Linked DNA regions of Gasterosteus aculeatus: region 2 is linked to region 1. Evidence: chromatin contacts called from public Hi-C data. All regions are on one chromosome and are shown on one strand. Each heading gives the region's core, a stretch centred on a gene start, on an enhancer-like site or on the middle of the called end of the contact. The rest is flanking DNA. Distances are from core to core; before and after follow the strand shown.

Region 1 (3,806 bases), core at 348-2,847:
TCCAATTGATACCAACCGAGTGCTCGGTCTACAGAGCATGGAGAGGTTTTTTATTTTATTTGCACAATTAAATAATAATGGACTCCCCTTGAATTCACAGTGCTGGAATAAGCAGGAAGCACACTGACCTCATTTTAAGCCTCTACCTGAATTTCTCTTTTCTTTGTCTCTCGCTCATCTGGTCTCCTACTGTGAAAACACTCAGGCAGAAAACTCCTCCCTACTGACCAACTGCCCCTCGCATCGCCCCGTTACCGCAGCAACAGGAGGGAGCAGGGATAGCGTGTGTGTGTGTGTGTGCGCGCTCAGTAGAGAGAAAGCGGATCGCTACGTGAGACGTTCATTTGACCTTGAGGGATGGAAACACAAAGAGAAGGGATGTACGTATCAAAACGCCAAATGTAGACTTTTTAACTCCGTTATTGAATTGAAATAGCAAAAAACACTCTACACCTCAAACTATAAAGCTTTACAAATTGTTTACCTGCCTACACGTCTTTTCAAAATGTCTGTTCTCTGGGGAAAAAAACTTGTTAGCTGGAATAAGTTCCGTTTGATTTTCTACTGCCTTTCTGAGTTGTGTTAAATGTTTTAATTGATCCACATTTTCCTCTTAAAATCCCCCCGCACATTAAGATCTGATGTTAATGTCACTGTCAAACATTCAACGCGAGCTGAAAATATCTATAGAACAATATGAGCGAGCTAAAGATTGTGTGTTGCCTTCTCAGTGAGCACACTCGTAAACAAAGAAGCGACACAGTTAACCTTCTTTTTATTAAGACATGTTTTTGGGGCTTGTTGGCGTCTTTGTGTCTCATTAACGTTACAAACGTTCAGAGGAAACATTCTTCAAGGTGATGTGCAAAAAAACAGCGTATGAAAGGACAACCGGTACATTCTTGTCGACTGTTGGCTTCCCATTTTTTTCATATATAACTACATTTTTTTTTCAAACACAAAAATAACGGCAAGCTCAATCTATTGCATTGATTTTTAGAAAGAAAAAACTACAGGTAAAAGATTTTTTAACATTTTAAGTTGAGACATCTATGTCCCTTGTTTCAATATATTTAAATAATTTTAATTCAATACTGAAATCTAGTCATCTATGCAATTGAAACTTTTTATATTTATTAACAAATCATTTTAACGAATGTGCTAATCCATGCTAATCCCAAACTATTACTTTAATTTAAAGAAATGGCCAAACTGTCCATTTGTTCAAAATTCCATTCTAACCTTTCACCGAGTAAATCCGTTTATTGAAGAGATATAGTTTGTGGAAGCGTTATATGTTTACATCGATAATCCATGTCCAGTTCCGTGAAGCGAACACGAGTCCTTAGCTGGTTAGCTTAGCATGTGGAAACACAGAAACATCTGACCTGGCTCCGTAAAACAAAAGCCCTCTCACGCTGTGCTCTACAAATGATCCAGTCAAGGCCGTCTGGGTAATAAAGAGCATTTAAATCCCCGCCAAAAAAATCCTCACTGGGTTTGGGAGCGGCAACATTTCACACACATTCCCTCCGACACCTCGGCCCTGTGTGAGGTCCTCGGTGGTCTAACTGGTCCCAGAGCAGCTTGATCCACACACACAGTGGAGACACCCGCTTACTCACCAGAAAAGCAACATTCAGCCTCCACTTTCCAGCAGCGTGCAACAGTGAGCGGTCGAAACACTCTTCAGGACATAATAACGTCTCTTCTTTGTTTTGATGTTGATTTGATGGTATATTTTCATGTGTAATTAAGTGCTTTTTGCGACCTGAAAAGAACAGCCTCTAAGGTTGAAATGAAAGGGTATTGCTTTTAAACCGCAGCGAGGCCGGATTTTCTTTTTTCCACTTAGGTGCCGAATACCCGGACGCCTCCAGGTGCGAGAAAAAGTCTTCATGTTTGATCAACGCAGAGAGTTTTTAGTCCCAGATAGAAGAGGCCGATGAGGTGAGAAAGTTCCCAGAGGATGAAAGACTTGACAAAGCACCACTGACCGGCGGTGTCCGTCCCACATGTTGGTACCAACGGTCAAGTCCTGAACTTTCAATGTCTCGTCCATAAAGAGCCCTGATCGTACCGGAGAGTCTCGATGATTGCGAGGTAGACCTTACGCCATTCACATTAATGGGTTAGCAACTGGCCGTGGTCATGGTGACAACAACAGTGCAGCTCGCCAGGAGGAGGGAAAACGCAGTTCTTGAGACAGATTGCTGGGTAGTTAGCTTGGTAGCTAGCTAGCTAGGCTAACGTCAGCTGGCGGGCGATGAGGCAGGGGAACATTGGAAGCGACACACCTGCGCCGTAGCAGCGTTTATGCATGGTGGAGTTAGCCAGCCAGCTAACTAAGTAGTGGCCCTTCTCTTAGCTTGCTGATCCCATGATGCTTTAATGCTACGCCGCTTACAGAAATACAATGATCAGAAGGTTTGTAAAACCCAACAACAAATTACAGTATGACTTCACAAAAAAGAACCAAAAGGAGTCGTGATAAGCCCTCTCTCTCCGACTACCTCTGCAAAGTCTCTCGAGTTCCCTGAAGGCATCACTGATAACTGTATGGCATCGTTTATTTCACTTTGTCTCTCTCCTCTGCCTATCTCTCCTCCTCTTCACCTCCAGCTACCTCCAAGTATTTGTCCTTTTTGCTTAATGCGGTACCTTGTATTTGTTTTCTCTTCCTCTCTTTGTCGAGGTGAAGATTTTATTTCTAATAACATACTCCCGTCACAAAAGCTGAACAACGAGGCCCAGATCCCTCCGGCCGTCTCAGCAGTGAAACTTGAAGATGATCATGACGATCCTCTTGTACTCCTTCCGGAAGTTGTGGTTCAGGACGCCGTAGACCACGGCGTTGAGGCAGCTGTTGAAGTACGCCATGAAGTAGCTGGCCGTGAATAGCCACTCCGGTATCGCCCGGCTCAGCCTGGAGTCCAGCGCCACCGCCAGGCCGATGAGGTTCAGCGGCGCCCAGCAGACGGCGAAGAGCACGAACACCACAAACATGGTGAGGAAGTTGCGGATGTCGTGCGGCTTGATCTTCGGCCGCGAGTCGGGCTTGACCCGCCTCCTCACCTGGATGACGAGGATCCAGATGCGCAGGTAGCAGTAGCTGACGATGGCGATGGGCAGGATGAAGTGCACCACCACCACCGTGATGGTGTACAGCGAGCTGACCGACTGGGCGAAGGTGCAGGAGTACACCCGCGGGTCGTACTGCAGCGACTCCACGAACCAGTTTGGCACGATGGCGAGGATGGTGAGCGCCCAGACCAGCACCACGTAGCACATGGTGTTGCCGTTGGAGAAGAGCTTGTCGTACTTGAGGCTGTGGCAGATGTAGCAGTAGCGGTTGATGGCGATTCCTGTGATGTTGAAGATGGAGCCGATGACGCTGAGGCCCATCAGGAAGCCGCTGATCTGACAATGGATGTAGCCGGCGATCCAGCCGTCGTGGAAAATGGCGGACAGCACCAGCGGGTAGGGGTAGATGGCGACCACCAGGTCGGCGACAGCCAAGCTCACCACAAAGGCGTTTCCTGCAGACAGAGGAGGGAGACGGCCTCGTCATCGGCATGCGGAATACAAACAGGAAAAAGTCTGGCCCCAATGTTGTCTCTCCTAAAAGTACAGTCAGAATCAGGTGAGCAAGTAGTACTTTTAGTCAAGATGCAAAACCCGACCAAGGGTTCCGTTAGACAGGGTTTCTTGATGCTTCGCTAATTGGCACTTGAATAGAGAGGCGTGGAGATGCCGTATTATTATTTGTCTTAATTACCCGATGATTTAAAGTTAGGACATAAATG
Region 2 (3,806 bases), core at 574-3,073, 63 kb before region 1:
CTGCTGTTCGTCTTCTCCGCCCTGCTGGAGTACGCCGCCGTCAACTTCATCGCCCGCCAACACAAGGAGCTGCTGCGCTTCAGACGGAGGCGACGACACGAGAAGGTGAGCGCCTCTGCCTCTAAGACAGCAGCTGCAAATGCCAAATGATTGACACTCTTTATGCTTGTTTGTACGAATGTGTAAACAAAGCTTCATCCAGCACTGATGCTCGTAAACTTGGTGATGACCAACAACCTGTCTCTGTCTCTTTGAGATCCAAAACACATTTACCATCCTCCTCACTGAGAAGCGCGCTTTTTATGTAACAAAGACAAAGTGGAGACCTGGAAATATGTCCGTTTATTTAATTCCCCCTTAAACTGACTTGGATATATTTAGTAAAAATGACAAAGCACAACGTCAAGACGCAGCGCTGAGATGCATCAGGGCTTCTCTTCTCTCTTCCTCCGCTTTCTCTGGTTTGTTTTGCCTTTAAAGCATTTAATCAATCAATTCTACTTGTCTGGTTGGATTCATCAGCCCGAAGCTGCTGCATTGAATAAGGAGTAAAGCTGTCAGGCCTGCAAGGAATGTTGAAGAGATGGTTGATTGTGTGTGTGTGTGTGTCTGTGTGTGTGCGAAGGTAGAGGACAAGAAAAACACCCACAAGAAATGTAACAATGAGCCTGCAGTGAACAGTACGTACAGTCCTGTGTGTGTGTGTGTGTGTGTGTGTGTGTGTGTGTGTGTGTGTGTGTGTGTGTGAGTGTGTGTGTGTGTGTGTGTGTGTGTGTGTGTGTATGTGTGTGTGTGTGTGTGTGTGTGTGTGTGTGTGTGTGTGTGTGTGTGTGTGTGTGCGTGCATGTGAAATGGAGAGACCGTATCCTTACAGCCGGTGAGGATGCATGAGTGCCTCCGTGAGTGCTGTCGTGCATTTCGCCGTTGTAGGGCATGTGTTCGTGCTGCCGCGGCTGCAGCTGCTTGATTGCATTCGACACGTTTTAGCGCGTGTGAGCACGTTGGAGAGTTTCTGGAATCGCGAAGATCGAGTGTCCTCGCAAGTCCGGGAAAGTGACGGCGCTGCTGTGGAGGGAGGACGTTTAGGGTGAAGGATGGAGAGAGGATCCTGGGTATGTTTGACTTAGTGTGGCTATATTCTTCTCTATGAAATGTCTACAAATACTAGGGGGGATGTCCTTAAATATATTTAAAATCAATGAATAAGTAAAGACTATATTATGCATAACTATTTATGCTTATGAGTATCATGTTTCATGATCAAAAACTTCTGAATTGTCACTAAACAGACCGTGTAGTAATTATAAGAATTTAGAGTAGTAGCAGTAATTTATTTTGTTCCTTAAAAAATGTCCACATAATAAAGGACAATACGGCATCCGATCAAAGGTAAAGAAACAACAACATGTGTGATTGAAAAGCTGCAGGCTTAAACTGATTATAGCTGCTGTTTTTATTGGCATATCCTGCTCAGCAACTACAACAAAACTGTCATTTCCCCTGGCGACCGCTGTGATTCATCTCGTGACCACCTGAGAGGACCCCGCCCCCTAGGTTGGGAGAAGACACGTCAGACATAATCGTAGACGACGGTGGCGCCGGGTTTGATCAAAAATCCTGGAGGGGGAGAGGCACAAAAAAAAAAAAAAGACAAATATATATATATATGAAAAAAAGTCTAAACCGTAAATCCTGTTGTTGTAATCCCCTGAGCCGCGATGGGGCTGAAGAGGCGGATTAGCCGTCCGGCTGCCGCTGCACTTCCAGGTGAATGTGCAGAGATGGCGCCGGGCTCCGGATCGACCCACATCCCAACAAGCTTCTGCACGGTTTATTCTCTCTTCCCCTGTTACACACGACGGAGGCTGGGAGGTGAAATTAGGCCGGCGCTCCGTTACGTCATCTGGGTTTCGTCAAAGGGAGCTCGTTTGGTCCGCCGACGTCAGCGTTTTGGTTGTTTTTTTTACACCTGAGAGCTTCTTTTTTTTTTTTGCCTCCTTTCCTTCGCTGCCGTGAATTGAGGGCAGGAGCTAAGCTTTTTGTTTTAGTGTCGGTCGCGCCACGTGACCGACGGGCTTTTCCAGGCCCGAGGTGAGTCCGGGTGACCGCTGTCTGTGTGATTTATCCACCAGGGGTTCTTCTCCCTGAACATGCGGCGGGGAGGCGGTGGTGTGCGAGCTCACACTTAAGCACTTACTTCTGCCCCTCTGCACGGCGGGAAACGTGCAAATTAAAGACCGAAGATGAAGATTTTATGAGAAAACGGACGCGGCGCCACAGGATGCAGATACGGAGAGGACAAACATCTCCAGGCTTTTCACCAATACGCTGCCTCATCAACCTGTAGCAGCAGAAACAAACGTGACCCACAGAACACTTTGTTTATTAATGTCAGATTGAAACCAACCTTCAGTGGGACACCTTCTAGATTTGAATTAAAAACCACTTTGACGTCATCGACGCGGAGCCGAACTATCTATGTGCATGAAATGTAGAGAGTAATAAAAGTAACATTTGGCGCAGTTTAAGATTTTACAATGTTTGACTTTGTGTCTTCCTCATTGGACTGTGGTTCAATCCATGATAGAAACGGTCAGGCATGTAAAGAAAAACTGAATTCAACCCCAACAGCGTTCTTAACAAATAAACTCGCCGTGCAACCTCAACTCTTCCCGACCTTGAGAGCAACAGGTGTTTTCCTCTCGAAAGAGGACTTCTGAGGAAACACAGGCGAATATTTGAGCTATTTAAATTTTGCCGAGAGGTTTGTATAATGTGCTCCAAATGTAGGGATTATTCAAAAGCCTAAAACAGTTTTGAATTCAGCACCTCTGGACTTTTATTCAACAATGAATAAACCTAAATGCCCCCCCTCCCTCAATAAGAAGGAGAGAGGGAGAGACTCTTAATTAAGCTCTCTGGCCCGTCCTAATGTGACTCTAATGTGATCCACGGACCTCCATTACGGCTCTCAGGGGGCCATCAGTCAGGTTCACCCCCCACCAACGGAGGATTTACTGTCCAGTGAAACAAACGTTTGCATTTTTAGTCTTATTGGCAGAATTTCCATTCAGGAGAGACCGTGTCCCCTCACCACATTGAGCGTTCCCCACACATAACATGCTTTGTATGTTGTGAGAGCTTGATGTGACTTAAATCCATTTCGGGGGACGTGGAGACGGAATAAGAGACCAAAACGGATCTTTGGTGTTTTTTTTATCGTCGTTCCTTCCTGTTGTATCTCCTGCTGCTCCCGTAGGAAATAGCAGAACCGGGACGCCTTCCGTTGACCTTAATGGGATGGAGAAATAGTCATGCATCGTTATGGGGGGGGGGGCTGATATGATGGTAGAGGAACCACTGCAGGAAACCTTAATTTATGTAATAATGACAAATTTGCATCCGTTTAATGCGTGGAGGCTTTGTGATGAGAGGTTTTCTGGGGTTTCTGCCCCGATGCCTCATCGATCAGTGACACCGGGGGAGAAGCAGGGAGAAGGTCGGAGGGGGGTTATAATTAGGAAGGACGGATGGAATGGACGAATACCCGCAACCTTGTGAGAGGGAGGGGGAGCCACGCTCCCTGGCGGAGTGACACCTCCCCCTGCTGGGGGGGAGAGAAGACTGCAGGGGAGCGATGAGATCAATCGCGGCACTCATCCCTGAAGGACGGGCCGCCTGGCAGCAGCTCGCTTGTTCAACACAGACGAGCTCTCCAGGCCGGAGAGGACAGACAGAGAACCCCCCCCCCGCCCCCTCCTCCACCTCTCTCTCTCCCCCCTTTTTAGGAATCAAAGGGGAACATG

What was found. Hi-C and Micro-C count contacts between places; a contact is called where the count stands out from the background.
Region 2: a contact with region 1 is called in a Hi-C map of skeletal muscle, with 1.9 times the contacts expected there. The contact joins two enhancer-like sites. A contact is called at or near these places in 2 of 6 Hi-C or Micro-C datasets (liver and skeletal muscle).

What each region holds. Positions count from the first base shown.
Region 1 is chr4:4,482,097-4,485,902 of fGasAcu3.hap1.1, reverse strand. It overlaps mtnr1al (melatonin receptor type 1A like), which reads right to left. Exons shown (of 2, transcript XM_040175323.2): 2 at 759-3,539. The coding sequence ends at 2,770. Among protein-coding and RNA genes, the nearest start is that of mtnr1al, 9.9 kb to the right of the region's middle. Within about 2 kb of position 1,597, at least 1 of the 9 cell types and tissues checked has open chromatin away from gene starts, as enhancers often do.
Region 2 is chr4:4,545,253-4,549,058 of fGasAcu3.hap1.1, reverse strand. It overlaps glra1 (glycine receptor, alpha 1), which reads left to right. Exons shown (of 9, transcript XM_040174385.2): 8 at 1-105. Among protein-coding and RNA genes, the nearest start is that of g3bp1, 19 kb to the right of the region's middle. Within about 2 kb of position 1,823, at least 1 of the 9 cell types and tissues checked has open chromatin away from gene starts, as enhancers often do.